Linked DNA regions of Sus scrofa: regions 2 and 3 are each linked to region 1. Evidence: chromatin contacts called from public Hi-C and promoter capture Hi-C data. All regions are on one chromosome and are shown on one strand. The core of a region is the stretch at or near the end of the contact, and the rest is flanking DNA. Distances in the headings are between cores, read along the strand shown.

Evidence for each region. Promoter capture Hi-C pulls out the DNA fragments that hold promoters and counts their contacts. Hi-C and Micro-C count contacts between places; a contact is called where the count stands out from the background.
Region 2: a contact with region 1 is called in a Hi-C map of liver, with 5 times the contacts expected there. The contact joins the promoter of RAB2A here to the promoter of CHD7 in region 1. A contact is called at or near these places in 4 of 47 Hi-C or Micro-C datasets (heart right ventricle, liver and skeletal muscle) and 1 of 2 datasets of contacts at active chromatin or transcription factors (alveolar macrophages).
Region 3: a promoter capture Hi-C map of liver shows a contact between it and region 1, with 2.7 times the contacts expected there. The contact joins the enhancer-like site here to the promoter of CHD7 in region 1. A contact is called at or near these places in 1 of 5 promoter capture datasets (liver) and 7 of 47 Hi-C or Micro-C datasets (fetal heart ventricle, fetal liver, heart right ventricle and 2 more).

The regions. Positions count from the first base shown.
Region 1 is chr4:72,751,887-72,756,970 of Sscrofa11.1, forward strand. CHD7 (chromodomain-helicase-DNA-binding protein 7) reads right to left here and starts at 2,557. Exons shown (of 37, transcript XM_021089334.1): 1 at 2,228-2,557.
Region 2 is chr4:72,879,376-72,884,459 of Sscrofa11.1, forward strand. RAB2A (ras-related protein Rab-2A) reads right to left here and starts at 2,808. Exons shown (of 8, transcript XM_001926704.6): 1 at 2,420-2,808. The coding sequence starts at 2,465.
Region 3 is chr4:72,687,518-72,692,601 of Sscrofa11.1, forward strand. CHD7 (chromodomain-helicase-DNA-binding protein 7) reads right to left here. Exons shown (of 37, transcript XM_021089334.1): 2 at 4,981-5,084. Among named protein-coding and RNA genes, the nearest start is that of CHD7, 64 kb to the right of the region's middle. Within about 2 kb of position 2,249, at least 12 of the 83 cell types and tissues checked have an H3K27ac peak or open chromatin away from gene starts, as enhancers often do. A contact at or near this core is called in fetal liver and liver, where this site is marked.

The DNA.
Region 1 (5,084 bases), core at 1,307-3,806:
GACAAAAACACTCTGCGACAGATGTACTCTGGGGGCTGGGAGCCGTATTCAACTTCGTAGAATCACTAAAGTTATTTCTGAAATAAGAATTACCTAGTTCATATACATCGCAACAGTCTAAATGGAATTATAACTGGGATAAATCAGGTTCCCATTCTGCTAAGGTCATAGTCACTAAGATTTTTGTTTTTATATTTTTTATTTTATTTTATTTTATTTTTTGCTAACGTTAGATCTGTGAGGAAATAAGGAGGGTTTTTTTTTCCAATTTGATTATTATGTTTAGTGAGTAGTCCCCCCTCCCCTTATTTGGCCAGAATTGGGGGGAAACACAACCTCTTTGAAAGGTACTGCCCACTGCAAAGACGGCTTAAATTAGTATTTTCAGAAAATAAAAATCAAGGCCTTGACATAATCGTCTAGAAAGAAATTATTTAATATAGCTCAGAAATCGAGCCCAGAGGAAGGGCATATTTCAAGATAAGTTCTTTAAATCGATGGCTAGGTAATATACAATGGGAAACTAAAAAGTATACTTAGCAAGTGGAGAGCTGGATAGTGTATCTAATTCTAGCAATTCAAAAGGAAACTCTCCATGTGGGTTGCTACTTTTCTTTTGTCCATTGTCTGTTCAGAAGAGGGGGAAAAAAACTACTTTAAAATCGAGGCGTGAACAGTCTCTAAAAGTGACCTCCGGGAAAACCGTCCGCCCCGTAGCAGGAGCACTCCCCGCCCGTCCGCTCTACGGGGGCGCTCACAAAGCGGGCGGCCGGCCGGGAGTTTGGGGTGCGCTCCCACGGCGCGGGGCTCCTCGAGGCTGAGCCATCCGGAGAAAGGCGGCTCGGTAATGATGGCTGCTCGGGGCCGGCGGCTCCTTCCCCGGAGCCTCCCGAACCACCCCCCCTCCCGGGATCCGCCGCCCTCCCCCCTCCCCCGTGCCGCGCTCACCCCGCGCCGACGCGGCTGCCCCGCACCGCAGCCCACCCGGTGCCCGCGCCCCCCGCACCCCCGGCGAGCCCAGTTCCCGGTGCGAACCAAACAAACAACGCGTCCCCGCCGCCCTCCTTCCTCTCCCCGCTGACCGCTTGGCCTCCAGCCACCTCGGGCCGATCACGCTCCGAACCGCGGATCTCCGAGAGGGCAGAGCGCACCCGGGCCACCTCGGGGGCCACCTGGTGACCCCCCCCCCGGGCGCTGACCCCCGAAGGGTTCGGGGATGGGTGAGCCGAGTTGCCTCCGGGGGCTTAAAGTCGCTATTATGCAGGCGCCGCCGCCGCTGGCCCGGCCAGCTCGGCAAGGTGGGGTCCCCTCCTCGCCGCGCCTCCCCGCGCTCGCCCCGGCCCCGCTCCCTTTCTTCTCCTCCTCGCGCACTTGGGAGCCGCCGGGGCGCCCCGGGAACCCCAGCTCCGGGCTCGCAACTCCACGCCCGCGGCCGGCACAGGCCGGGCTCGGGACGCCCCCAGCGCCGCGTGTTCGCGCCGCCCTCGCCCCACGCGGCGCCCCGCGCACTTTCCTCGCCGCAGACCCACCTCGCCCGGTGGCCGTCCCCGCGCGGGCCGGCGCCGCCGCGCCAGGAGGGACGCACTTTGTTCGCGCCGGTGCGGCCGCCGCTCCCGGCGAGCGCGGCGTGGTCGGTCCGGAGCGGGGGGCGGGGGCGGGAGGCGGGGGTCGCCGCCGTCCCCGAGCCGCCGCCGCCGCCGCCGCCGCGGCTCAGCCGCCCCGCGCCCGCGCGCCCATCGCCCACTCGCACTTGAGTTGCAGCCCAACTTTTCCTCCTTCCTTTTTCTTTCGAATGGAGCCGGCAACTCGTGCTCGGCGCCGGCGGGAGGAAACGCGCTCGCGCTCCCCCGCGCGCAGACACGCTCCCTCCTGTCCCCGTCCCCCCCCACGCCGGCAGCACAACAAAAAGCCATTTACATGCGAGGAAGTGACCCTCGGCCGGACCGCGCGCACCCGCCACCGCCGGCCCTGCGGACGCAGGCAAAAGTTGGGGCGCCGGACGGCGCTCCGGGCGCGGGTTCGGGCCCCGCGGGCGGCGACGCCGGCGACACAGCTCGGGCGGCGCTGCGCTCCTGCGCCGGCCCCGGCCCCCGCCCGCCCTCGCCCCTCGCCCCGCACACGCCCAACTCCTCGCTCCCAACTCCTCGCGCGGCCCCGGCCCCGGCCCGGAGCGATTTCCTGCCGCCGCCGCCCCTCCCGGAGGCGCCCGGCGAACTCTCGCGCTTACCCGGTCGGTCGGGCTCCTCCGCTGCCCTGTGCCGAGGAGAAAACAAAACGCAGAGCGGGCTCCGGAGTTGGCTCGGCGGCCGCGGCCAGGGGGCTGAATCCACGGGCACGGAGTTGGCCGGGGGCGAATGGGGCTCTGGCGAGTTTCAGGGTCTCCGGGTCCCCAGGCCGCCTTCTCAGCGGCGCTCCTTTGTGTAATTTCACTCGATTCAAGTTTAATCCGATAGTTCCCGAGCACGAGCGCGTCCGCACTACCACGGCTCAACCCCCGCGCCGCCGCCGCCGCCGCCGCCGCCGCCGCCACCGCTGCCGCCGCCGCCGCCGCCGCCGCGGCCCCAGCACGCCAGCGCCTGCGCGCGCCCGGCACGCCGCGCGCGCCCGATGTCGCGGGGCCGCGCCCGCCCGCCGCCGGCTCCCTCCGCGTCGCGCCCGCGCCCGCGCCCGCGCGCCGCCACCTGACGTCAGGCGCGCCTGGCATAATTTATGCAAGAATTCGGCCGGGGTGGCGGAGGCCGAGGGAGAAGCCGAGGGAAAGGGGGCGGCGCGGGGCTTCGGGGCCGCGGGCTGCGGAGGGCGGGCCGGGCGCCACTTCCCGTCCCCGGGCGGGCGCCGGCGCTGCGGGCGGTTCTCCTCGCGGGCCGGTGCGCGGCCGCCGCGCCGCCTTCCTGGCCCTGCTCTCCCGAGCGCTCCGCCGCCGCGCGGCAGCGCCGGGGGCGCGGGCTGGAGAGGGTGCCACGTTTCCCCGCGCGGCACCTTCCCGGAGGCCGGGTGCGCCGCCCGCGGGCAGGAAGCGGCGGCTGGGCCGGCGGCGATCCTCCCAGCCGCGGCGAGGGGCTTCCGACGCTACGCGGACGGCAGCGGCTCGCGGGGTTGGGACGCCTCTTCTGCAATTATCCTTCAACTTGAAATGATTTTCCCACATGAAATGATTTAGAATGGGCACGCTCCATTTCCAGTAGATTTCTCCTGCGTCTCCACTTTGCCTGCTAACCCAACCCTACCTCCTCGTTGACAGGACAGCCGGATCCGCTACTAAATCAAAAAGTTTAACTAGATGGCGTGGATTTTGTTGTATTTGTTACCATGCCAAAAAAGGGAGAGAGAGCGCAATGGTTATGAAACAAAGAAATAGGTTGTGTGCCCATTATTAAACGTGTCAGGACTGGAGTGTTTTCGTCATTCTTTGGCCAAAATGGCACTTTTGTGTGATCTCCTAGGCTGAAATATTCAAGCCTCTTTATTCTTGTTTCTCTTCCCGATACAAAATGAATGTTAAACCTGGAGAAATTTTTCTTTTACCAATTTTCCCTTTAGGAGATAGATCTGCAAACATTTATCAAGCACCTTTTATGTGGAAAATACCAAGCAATTATAATTCTTTTAAACTGTCAACTGTTGTACACCCGAAGATGATATTGTTAGGTAAACGATTACGTTTGTTTTTAAATCAAGGAAGAAACATATTAGCCAAACTCGGTCCTGTGTAATAGATACAGAGTAAAGCGACATGCTATTATTGGACTCCAAAATAAACTCAGAAAATTGTAAAACTGTGCAAAATATAATTTCTTCTCGTTTAGCATCTGTAGTGCTGACTGTCAAGTATTTCTGCTTGAACCAAAGATTAATCAAAATGATTACCCTACAAGTGTGATTATCCTAGACTTAATCACTAAAACATTTATAGTAATGATTTTCTAAAGATTTGTTATATTATACTGTCATTTATTGAAATGCTCTGGTTTGGGCTTGTTTTCATCATATATTTGAATGGTCTTTTGAAAGAGGTAAATGTTTTATTCAAGGGATTTACACATAAACAGCAGAAAGAAGGTTGGTGCTACAGAAAATTCTTAAATTAAAAAAATTAGGAAACACTAAAAACTTCTGCCTTTCTTTATAGTCCATTTCATAAACCAAGAATCAGAATTCCGAGGTTAGGCTGATATCTCCCTTAAGTTTACATCTCTCAATGAAAGCATATGGGGGATGTTTTGGGGGGTGTTGGGGGCAGGGGATCATGGTTAAAGACATGTCTACAAAGAAATCACTAGTGCTGGACCATATTAGAGGACATAAAAGTGGCCTAGAAGGGATTATCTTTTATCTTTTACAATATGCCCAGCTCATTGTCAGATGTCCATGTATTTCAAGTCAATTTTCAAGCTTTAAAAAATCTACATGTAGTGAAAGCATATTAGTTAACCTTTAATTAACAAATACTATTGACTATGAGGAAGTCCCCCTGTGCTCTTGTATATTTAACAAGAAGTGAGGACACTTCCCTTTGAAACATGAGAAATGGTAGAAGAGTTCAGCCAAAGCTCTAGGTGGAAACAAATAGCCCTGCAGCCCCTCTCTGGTTTAATCTCCCTCCTTGTCCCACTGAGGTTCTGATAGCCAGGATGGAGAAGTCCCCAAGCTCTCAGAAGTCGTCCTGGGGCAGAGCTGGACAGGCCTTGGGGAGGCCTCAGGGGCAAACTCCTGGCAGCTCTGGCCTGCTTAGATCAAAACCTCCACAACCCCACTACCCTCTAGCCTCCAAAGTTTTCTCTCCATTTGCTTCACTGTTGAAGTTTTCCCATTGAGAATAATTTGAATTCACAAGCTTTCCCTTTAAGTATGCAAATACCTTCAGGAGAGATAAGGAACTCCAGGTCCTTCACAGATGAGTGTAAATTAGTTCAATGGATGGTTTTCCTCCCACCACCTAGCTGGAACTAACAAATTTAGAGATTTATTCATTCATTCAACATTGAGTGTCTAAGAGGTTCCAGGCCTTGTTCTAGGTGCTGGAGATACAGCCCTGAACGAAACTGACCTCGGAGTGTACAAGCTAATGGGTTGATAGTTTGGAG
Region 2 (5,084 bases), core at 1,558-4,057, 130 kb after region 1:
GAGTATACTCTGAAGTAAGAAAACATGGTAAAGAATTTTGGCCCAAGTTAATATTTATAGTAAGAAAGTGGCAGAATTGGGCTAAAAAATTCTTCTGTCAAGTTATTAGTGTTATTAATATGAACATTATGGCCTGTTTGGCTATTCTCACATTAACTTAATTAAATGTTTAGGGTCTACCTTTGACTAGGCTCTTCCAGGAACACAAAGTCAAACAAAACACCTTTTCTGCCCTCAAGAAGTAGATCATCAAATAAAACGCCTACACAAGTATCCACAAAACAGGAATTAACATCGGAAAAAAAAGATACAAAGTGGGACACATCCAGATAAGCCAGATAAGAAGGAGTAGTCTCTTCTAGCCCGGATCCCAGGAAAGCCTGACATATCAAAAGAACTTAATAAATGTTGACTGAAAGCATTATGGAAGACGCGAATTAGAATACTGAAGGACAGAGAGAATTTCGACAGACAAGGCATTCTGAGCAGAGGGAGCAACAGGAGGCCAGGGAAGAAGCCCTGGGCCTTGCTGGCAGGAGGAAGATGGGGAATAGTGGAGACTGGGAAAGAAGGCTAGAAAAGTTAAAGGCGGGTGCTGAAATGCAGAGTTCCCTGAAGGCTGAACTAAAGAATGTGAAGAGAAGAATAGCCTCCTAACAGCCATGTTTTGGGAAGATTACTCTGACAGTCAACTCTGTCAGCTGAACTCGAGTTGGGAGAAGGTAACACTGCAGACAGGCTAATGTCAAAGGCTCAGTGCCCACACTAGGTGGTAACAGCAGAAATGGCAGGAAAGGAATGTCTTCCCTTTGAACTACCAGGGGATTGTTTTTGCACTGGGCAAATTCCAAAAGAACAGAGCACCAACCTGTTCATATTTGTAGTCCCACTACTTCCAGCCGAATACTTTACGTACAGTTGATGCTCAGTAAGAAAGTTGAAAGAAGGCAACCTGCGAAGCCTAATTTGAATTGTCACTATTGCTAAATTTCCATAATCGCTCTTCTCTCTACTTCTTGAACCCATTCACATTGTAGTTAAGGTGAATTCCCTCTTCCAATCTTAATTTTACAGACTAAATCAAAATTAGCCAGTGGGCTTTAGAACGCCTGGTCCTTCTTCAAGTAGGCTCAGCATTTTTACAAGTATATAAATTTGCTACTGAACATGTGCAAAACACAGGACTTTACGCAGAAAACCATCCTGTTTCCACACACACACACACACACACACCAAAAAACCTTGCTGAAAAACTATATTTACAGCATAAAAGCTTTCCTTTTAGGAAGAATGATTCTTGTGTTACTTATTCAATCTGCCCTATCACTAGTGCAACCACAGGCTGCTGCTTACATTTCCAAAGTTGTGCAAAGGTTCCAAAGTTGTGCAAGAGTCATCACTGAAATCAGACCCTGGTATATTAATAGTTATAATACCTGAACAAGTCTTAGTTTTATTATTAGATGAAAAGCAATGCCAGAAATCACAGATATTAAAAATATATTTTCAATGATTTTTATTACTTTATCGTGAAATGCATTGGGATGTTATTTTAAGTGAGAATAACTGAATTCTTTCTGCTTTAAATGGACATCAGGTCACCTGAACACTGGCAGTTGTGAGCCTGGATCTGAGGTATCAGAAAAAAAATCTGTGTCCCCAGCAGATACACCGACACACGCTCATTAGCAAACACCCAGGGCAATGAACGACCTTGCATTACTATCAAATAATCCTAGTTCACACACGGCAAAAGTCGACAGAACTCTTTCACGCTTTAATGACCTCGAAAGGGATCCCCCAGGTGTCAAGTAATGGAATGTGACTTATCCTGATTTACGCGTTGATAGGAATAAGAATACACACATACATACATATATATATAATTGTTTTTTAAGGCTCCCGTCTCTCTCTCAGCTGGCTTTCCCATACCAGGGAGCGCATTGCCCAGGCCTGGGCAAATGCGTGGTGGAAGGTGGGACGGGTCAGGAAACCCAAGACCCTCCTCCCATCATCACCTTCTGCTCTCCTCTGCCCCCTTTCCCTTTCTCGAAGGCGGCGGAGAGGCCCAAGGTGAGGGGCCTTGGCCAGGGAGTGTAATCATCTGAGTCAGGCTCTGGCGGCCCCGGACTAGGTCGGCCCTCCTGTCATACACTCCGTAGGCCGCGCGTCGAAACGGCTGCTGCGGTCCCCAGGTGCGCAGGGCCGGCCGGGCTGGGGGTCTGCGGGCCAGGCCCGGCCAGGCCGCGGCCGCTCGCAGTGCCCACGTCACCAGCTCCAGCACTGCGGAAATGGAGCTGCGCGGCCGGCGGGGAGGCGCCCGGCCGCGTCGGCGCCCGCGCCGCGGCCAGACGTCGTTTGCCCCTGAGCCCCGGCCCGGAGGCCGCCGCCACCCGCCCGGATGCGCCCGGGGCCTCACCTGTGTCGCCGATGATGATGTACTTGAAGAGATAGGCGTACGCCATGGCCGCGGCCGCTTGGTGCCAGGGCACACGGCTCCTCCTCCTGCTACTGCTCCTCCTCCTCCGCGCCCCTCACCCCGGCGCCGCTCGGCCTTGAAACGCCAGGCCCCGCCCGCCGCAGCCGCCGCCGTCGCCGTCAGCCGTGGGGAGCGAGGTGCCGAGAGGAAGCGGGACGAACCGACAGGCGAGAGGGGCCGAGCTGAAGCGCGACAAACCGATACCCACGGAGACCAGGGAGACAGCGCCCGGCCCAGCTCAGTCGAACAATAACAGCCTTCGCGGCGCCTCCGCCCCGCCTCCGCGCCGACCCGGAAGTGCTGCAGCCGCCGGCGCCGCCGGGGGAAAGGGGAGGAGCACCGCACGCCGGCCGCACCCCGCCCCGCCGGCCGGAGCCCCGCCCCCCCGGAGCCCCGCCCAGGGCCGCGCTTGCCGCGCCCGACCGCCCCGTCCGCCCCGAGCCGGGCGAGGCCGGGCGTTTGTCGTTCTCCGGCACTTTTGAACGGGAGACCGCGGCGGCTGGGAGACGCTGGGGGAGGGGAGGGGACGTGCGGCTCCGTCGCTGCGGCGCGCGCGGTGCCGCGTTCTTCCGCCCTGCGGTGGGGACGCAGGGCACGTGGTGGGAAGCGGGCTGTCGCGTTAGGCGCAGGGCCTGCCCCGGGCTGGTGAGAGATGTTAGGAAAGGATCCGGCCGCTCGGGGCGGGGTTGGAGGGCGAAAGTATTTATGCGCTGCTGGACAGGACTTTGACAGTGAAAATGGAAGTATTTGTAAATTTGAAACCGTAAATCGGGGAATGTGCGGTGAACCATGGTATGCCCCTGTGGTGGAATACTACGCTGTCTTAGTTTTTTTAGAAAAAGCCTGACTTAAGAACAAGGCATAGGACTTATATATTTATGTTTTATGCATTATTTATGTTATAAGTATTATCAATATACAGTTGTCTAATATGTATAAGTGACAGAATATATATTGTACATTTATAAGCAACATTTTTTATAGCAATATAAATAATTTTTTTACTGTTTTGTAGAAAAATAAGAGCTGCACTTAAAATACCCATATGTACTTAATCGGAAAGGATACTACTGGCACCACGGGAAGGTGGGGGGGTATGGAATTGGAGGAAAGATCTACTTTCCACTGATGTTTTGAGTGCAGTTTGAAATTTTTGCAGTATTTATGAATTATCTGTTGAAAAATGCCTTAAAAGGGAAAAAACAAAGTAACTTATTTGTTCATTCCAATAACACTGAGTACGTACTCTTTCCTGCACTGCTAGGCACTAGAACTAAAGGCAGACCCTGTTCAAAAGGAGCACTGATTTGGGAATGAGGTGGAGGACAGAGTTAGTTTTAAGTGTCAGGATAGGTTACCAAGAGAATAGGATGTCTGAACCAGAAATATGAAGGATGAGTAAGTGTTTGTCAAAAGGACAAAAAGTAGGGGATGAGAAATGAAGTCAAGTCACAAGGAACCATGTGCAAAGTTCCTGGATCTGTTAAGGGAATTTCAGATTGCACAAGGAAGTGCATCTGCTAACCCATGGCCTCTGCTGTTGGCAGTGGAAGGAGAGTCAGTGCTAGGACAGAAGGGACTGGGATTTAGTGGCTCAGATTCCTGTTGCCCAATATTTTCCTTTCCCTTTTGGAATCTGTCATTCTACCGACCCCTCTGTGCTGGTCTGGCAGTGGTTGGTTGCTGCATAATTTGAATGGCGTTTCCAAATGTCAACTCAGGCTTTTGTGTTTTTATTTTTTTAAGTGTTTGGAGGGGATTTTCAGATAGCAGACGAAAGCTTGACATGAGAAATTACCTGGAATTGTATCATCTGGCTCACTCATCTTTAGTTTGGGAGAGAAGAGGTTCCTGCTCAAGACCTCCAATGTTCCAAAGGCCATTTTGTCCCTCCTCTCCGAGTGCTTTCCCTCACGTCTTTCCTAGTGATAGATGTCCAGAAAGTCCCCACCTTCCAGAAGAAACTCAGTTCCATATTATTCTCAGAGGTATGTCCTCTACCCATAGCCTGAGCAAGGCATCTCTATGAGGATGTTATGTGAAAGCCTAGCATCCTTACAATCAGATCTATTTCTATATTGTTAGCAGAGGTGAGCAGTGGGGGTCGTCCCTGATGCCAGGTCATGCGAGGCCCTGTAGCTGTGTCAGTATGCGCGCAGAACTTTACCCAGGGAACACATGAGAAACTGTGAAGAGAAAGGTCAGAATTGCACATGTTAAAAAAAATCATAGAAATGGATATGTATGGAGCTACAGAGGCCATGCGGTGCCAAGAAAAGAATTTAGGAAATCTGCTTTTGACCTTGGTCTTACCACAAACTGATTGGATCATTGTGACAAATGTTTGGCCTCTTAGAGCTGAGATGCACTCATGTAAAGCCAAGGAGTTAAGTGTTACCAGAAGGGTCTGTCCCAGATCTAAAGTCCTTTAATTTTAAGTCTTTCCACCTCCAGATTGAAAGCACCTGTAAAGCAGATCAGGGCTACAGGAGTCAAGTGTATATTGTTCTTACACAGAACTGAAAGGCATTACTTAGTGCACAAGAATTGTAATGATCAGCAGTTTTGAAAAGAGCAAGGACTGGATTTTCAAGTCCCTCCATGA
Region 3 (5,084 bases), core at 999-3,498, 65 kb before region 1:
ACGAACCCCTTTCTGGGTTGTTCTCAGCAACATCCACTTGCTTGGTTCTCTTCTCTCTTCCCACCGAGAGAACAGTCCCCGCCACCTCCTCCTGGTGTTCCGGACACAGGCTGAGGGTCTTGCAAGGGGCTGTGCAGCTCTCTCCCCCAGGGCCCGGCCCCACATTCCAGGAACACTGCGGGGCGTGCAGGGCAGAGGGCTCCCTCTCTTTGTTTCCTGGCCTTAAACTCTTCCCTCCCCCTCCCCATCCTCCTCTCAACTCAAGGGATGCTTCCCATCCCAGCAGAGACTCACTTGCTGTCCCCAAGCTCACACGCTCAGGTCCAAGGGGTGCCCTTGGGGTGGATGTAGCCGCACCCCCTCGGCCCCAATAAGACCTTCCTCTCCACCAACCAGGGCGCAGCATGAGGAGCCTATATACCTGACAACTCCTCCCAGAAACCGAGGAAAGGAAGTCAAACAACTCTGACAATACTTAACGCTGGGCTTGAGCTTATTCCCTAAACTCTGCGACAAGCAACTCTAAACTATCTGCCCAAGGATGAGAACTCCTGTTTGTGTGCCCACCGCATGTCTGACAGCGTGTCGGTAACATGACCACTGCTAACCTGTCTGTGCCTCCAACCAGGAGGCTCTCCTCCGAGACAGAAGGCAATGGGGCCCTGGGGTTAAGGACCTGCCCAGGGAGTCAGTAGGTAGTTCCTCTACTCAGAAACCACAGACTCTGGGTGGGTCTCAAAGTGGGGCTGGGGCCCTGGGAGGTCAGACTCTGTTTGTAAGGACACTGAGAAGCTGTCTGCCTTTTACTCTCATTCTTTCCAAATCCAAGTGGACTTGGCCAGAGGCTTGTGACCTGCACGCCGACTGCAGGCAGAAGCATATGTCAGAACCCAACATTTTAGAAAATGTAAAACAATGCCATTAATTTCCTCGTGTTTTGGAAAACAGCAGCTTTCCAGTTAAAAATGTGATTTATATTAACTAACACATAGTGGTTTACTATTTTATTTAAATTTATAATTTATTTTATTTCTTATTTATTTAAACTGTCCTCAGTTTAAATTCCTAGGACAATAAATACCAACACAGAGAACCCATATAAACAAAGGCTCTTTGGAGTCCCCATTCATGTTTTTTTTTTTTTTTCCTCCCTTCTTCTTTTTTTTTTTAATCTTTTTTTTAGATGAACCTGTGGCATACAGAAGTTCCTGGCCTGGGGTCTAATCAGAGCTGCAGCTTCGGCCTACACCACAACCACAGCGATGGGGGATCTGAGCCACATCTGCAACCTACACTGCAGCTTGTGGCAATGCCAGATCCTTAAACTACAGATAGAACCTGCATTCTCATGGATACTCTGTCGGGTTCTTGACCCACTGAGCCACAACAGGAATTCCCCCAATAATTTTTAAGAGCATAAAAGGGTCTGAGATCCAGAGAAAGACAAATACTGTATGATTTCACTTATAGTGGAATCTACAAAAACAAATGAACAAACATAACAGGAACAGAGTCACAGATACAGAGAACAAACAGGCTATTTGCCAGAAAGGAGGGGGTTGGGGCGGGGGGTGGGGGAGAAGAGAAAGTGGTGAGGGACATTAGGACGTACAAACTTCAGTTGCAAAATACATGTCACAGGTGTGGAAGTGTGGAGGATACAGTCAACAATTATGTAATGTCTCTGTAGGGTGATTGTGATAATCAGTTTGAACTGCACAGAAATAGCAAAGCGCTCTGTTGTGTAACAGGAACTCACACAGTGCTGTAAGGCCATCGTACTTCAAACGCAAAGCAAAAAAATTCATAGGAAAAGAGATCAGCTCTGTGGTTACCAGAGGCGGGGGAGGGAAGCAGATGAAGGCGGTCAGAAGGTACAACCTTCCAGTTATAAGATAAATAAGCAGCAGGCATGGAATGTACACCAGGGTAAATATATGGACACTGCTTTGTGTTACACAGGAACGTTGTTAAGAGAGTAAACCTTAAGAGGTCTCATCACAAGGGGAAAAAACTAAACTGCTTCTTTAGTTTTGTACTTAGATGGTGGGTGTTCACTAAACTGACCGTGACAATCACTGCATGAGGTATGCAGATCGAATCATTACACTTTACACAGTGCCGCAGGTCCACTAGAGCTCAATCAAACTGGAAGACAAGAATTAGAAATGTAAATGAGTAGCATAATCATAGAGAGATGGACAGATAAGTAAGTCTGAGATGAAAAGGGAACCACTATCCTCATGAGCTTCTGAAAAGAAGTAGAAGCTAGGGTTGGTTTTTGTTTGTTTGTTTTCTTTCTTCTTCCCCTGTAAATTTGGTCACATCATCAGGCTGGTCTGGAGCTTTCATTAAAGACTGCGTGCACACAGTGCACACACAGCCTGATGAACTCTGGCCTTGGTTCTCATGTTTTCTTTTGCTGACTCTTCAATATAAACTTATCTTCAAAGATACCTAAACATGTGACACAATTTAGAAGATATCTGTTCATTACTCATGAAACATTTGAAAAGCATAACTTCTATCTTCAAGAAGTAAAAGACCCAAGATCAAAAAGTCAAGATACGAAGTTCCTGTTATGGCGCAGCAGAAACGAATGCAACTAGCAACCCTGAGGTTGCAGGTTTGATCCCTGGCCCCACTCAGTGGGTTAAGGATCTGGCATTGCCGTGAGATGTGGTGTATGTCGCAGATGTGACTGGGAACCTGCGCTGCTGTGGCTCTGGCGTAGGCCGGCAGCGGCAGCTCCGATTTGACCCCCAGCCTGGGAACCTCCATATGTGGCAAGTGCGGCCCTAAAAAGCAAGTGTACTTGTTTACACCCCTTAAACAATTCCAAGTTCGTCTGTGATGGCGACTCAAGAAGGTGGAGCTGGAGGGACACGGAGATATGCCTGGTGTCCCCCAGCATCTACCAGGGCCCAGCACGTTCACAGAGGCCCCCAGCGCTCAGGGACTCGGGCTCCACATACTCAAACGCATCCTCTCAGATGCCTATGGAGAAATCTATACTCCGAAAACCAGGGAATGCTGGAAGAGAACAATTCCCCTCCAGGGATCAGGTTATGGTCAAGGGGTCTCCTGCAAACTGGGCTCATCCCCAGGGAGGAGAGATGTTGGGATCAGGAGAGGTCTGAGGACCACTGCTCTGAAAGAGCTCATGTTTAATAAGAAAATTTCAAGGAACAAGAAAAGAATAATCCCTAGAAACTAAGCCATGTTCATCTCTGCCCTAGAGGCCAACCAAGTTGGCCAGAGGCCCCAGCATCTAATAGACAGCCTTTCTCATCTCCCTTTTCACGCTGTCCATGGTCTTAGAAGCCCATTCCCATCATTGCAGGTTAGCTGGGCTCTAGGGACAGGAGCAGATCTCTCCTGGGCAGTGCCAGTCAGGTGGCTGAAGCTCGTGTACCTCACAACCACCACTGACTCTGGAGCTCCTCCCGAGGGTCCCCAAGTGTGCAGGACCTCTAAGGACAGCTTCCCCAAAACCCCCTCATGTCCTGTGTTCTCAGGTTCTGAGGAGACCTTTCCAACCCCTCAGCCCCACCAAGGCTGAGGCTTCTGAGTCTCTGATCTAAATGCCTCTCCAAGCAGGACACCCTGAAAGGCTCTGTTTCCTGTGCCAACCCTTTTATTTCCACATAGCTTCAATCCATTCTGTTCCCTGATCCCTGGCTCCTGGTACGAACTGTCCTCACAGGCTTAGACCAGAGACTCACAGCTCACCTGCTGGTTTCCCAGCCATCCGGAGTACCATCCTGCGTACACTGTCGAGTGGGTATCACTGGCTCCTGGGTGCAGTCCAGATTCTTTACAGAATACCACACCTCTAGTGCCTGGCCCTGCCCTGCCCTGCTGTGAACTCAATTTCCTATGTCCCCATGTCCCCTCTGACAACCATCCCCCAACCTGAAATGCCCTCCTGGATTCAAGGCCCTGGTTAAGTCCCAGCCAAACTCCTGGGCGCCTCGTCCGTGGTGCCGCTGCTCTGACTTCTGTCACAGCATCATGCATGGTCTTTCACTCCACTCTAGACTGTCATGCATGGGTCATGTTTCCCCAAACGGATTATAAGTTCATTAGGAACAACCACTGTGCCTACAGCTGCTCTAGGCACACTGTGCCATCCACGCTCCGGCTGCCATCACAGTGGAACAGCAATGCATGTTTTTGAACAGCACTCAGAATACTCTGTACATGCAGACATTAATTTCGTTCTCCCAGACCTAGGGCACAAACACCAACATTTATAATGGAAAGGTCTCTTTGTAAATACTAGAGCCTAAAACCTCAATCTCTTTGCTTATAAATTCTGTACAATGAAATCCCAGCTTGGAAGGAAGACTCCTGCTTTCAGTTCTGGGTGCCCAGATCTCCTAGAGACCAAACACTTCCTGTGGAGGATCATTTACTTTGATTTTCCACAGTCTGCAATTTAAGTTCACGCTAACATTCAACAGTTGGTGAAATGAGTATATGACAGAAGAACTGATTTTGTAGCTTCCCAAGGGAAAAAAAAATACAATTTTCTAAAAAAAGTGGGCAGGACAACCACGAACACATAAAACTTTGCTGGAAACCAACTTTCAGTATATTTTTAAACCAGAGTGAAGAGAGAGAGAGAAGAAAAAAGAGAAGGAAAAAAAACATTTAAGTCCAGGGTTGGTCACCCTGCTGGCAATGAGAACAGAGCTCCTCGCAGGCAGGAACCAGCCTTAGTTTTCTATGCACCCTCAGCTCCAGCGCAGCTCCTGGGACAGGAGGATTCAAGATTTTTTTTGAGGAAGCCAATGAGTGAGAGAGTAAATCAGGGAGTCACAGGGGAAAAACAGAGATTCTGGAGCAGCTTACAAGATAAAAACTAACGAAGGATGTCGTAATGAAAAGGCTTTTCACGAAGCTTAAAGGAAGACCCCACGCGACCCTCGGAGCGGCCCCATCGCCGCCACGAGGCAGGCACAACCCAACCCTTACCTGCGGCACAGGCACTTTCTGCGGGGTGTTCTGGGGCGACGGGTGGAGCTGTGCCCAGGGCTGGTGGTGCGGGTGTGGGGGCGAAGGCTGGTGGTGCAGGCCCG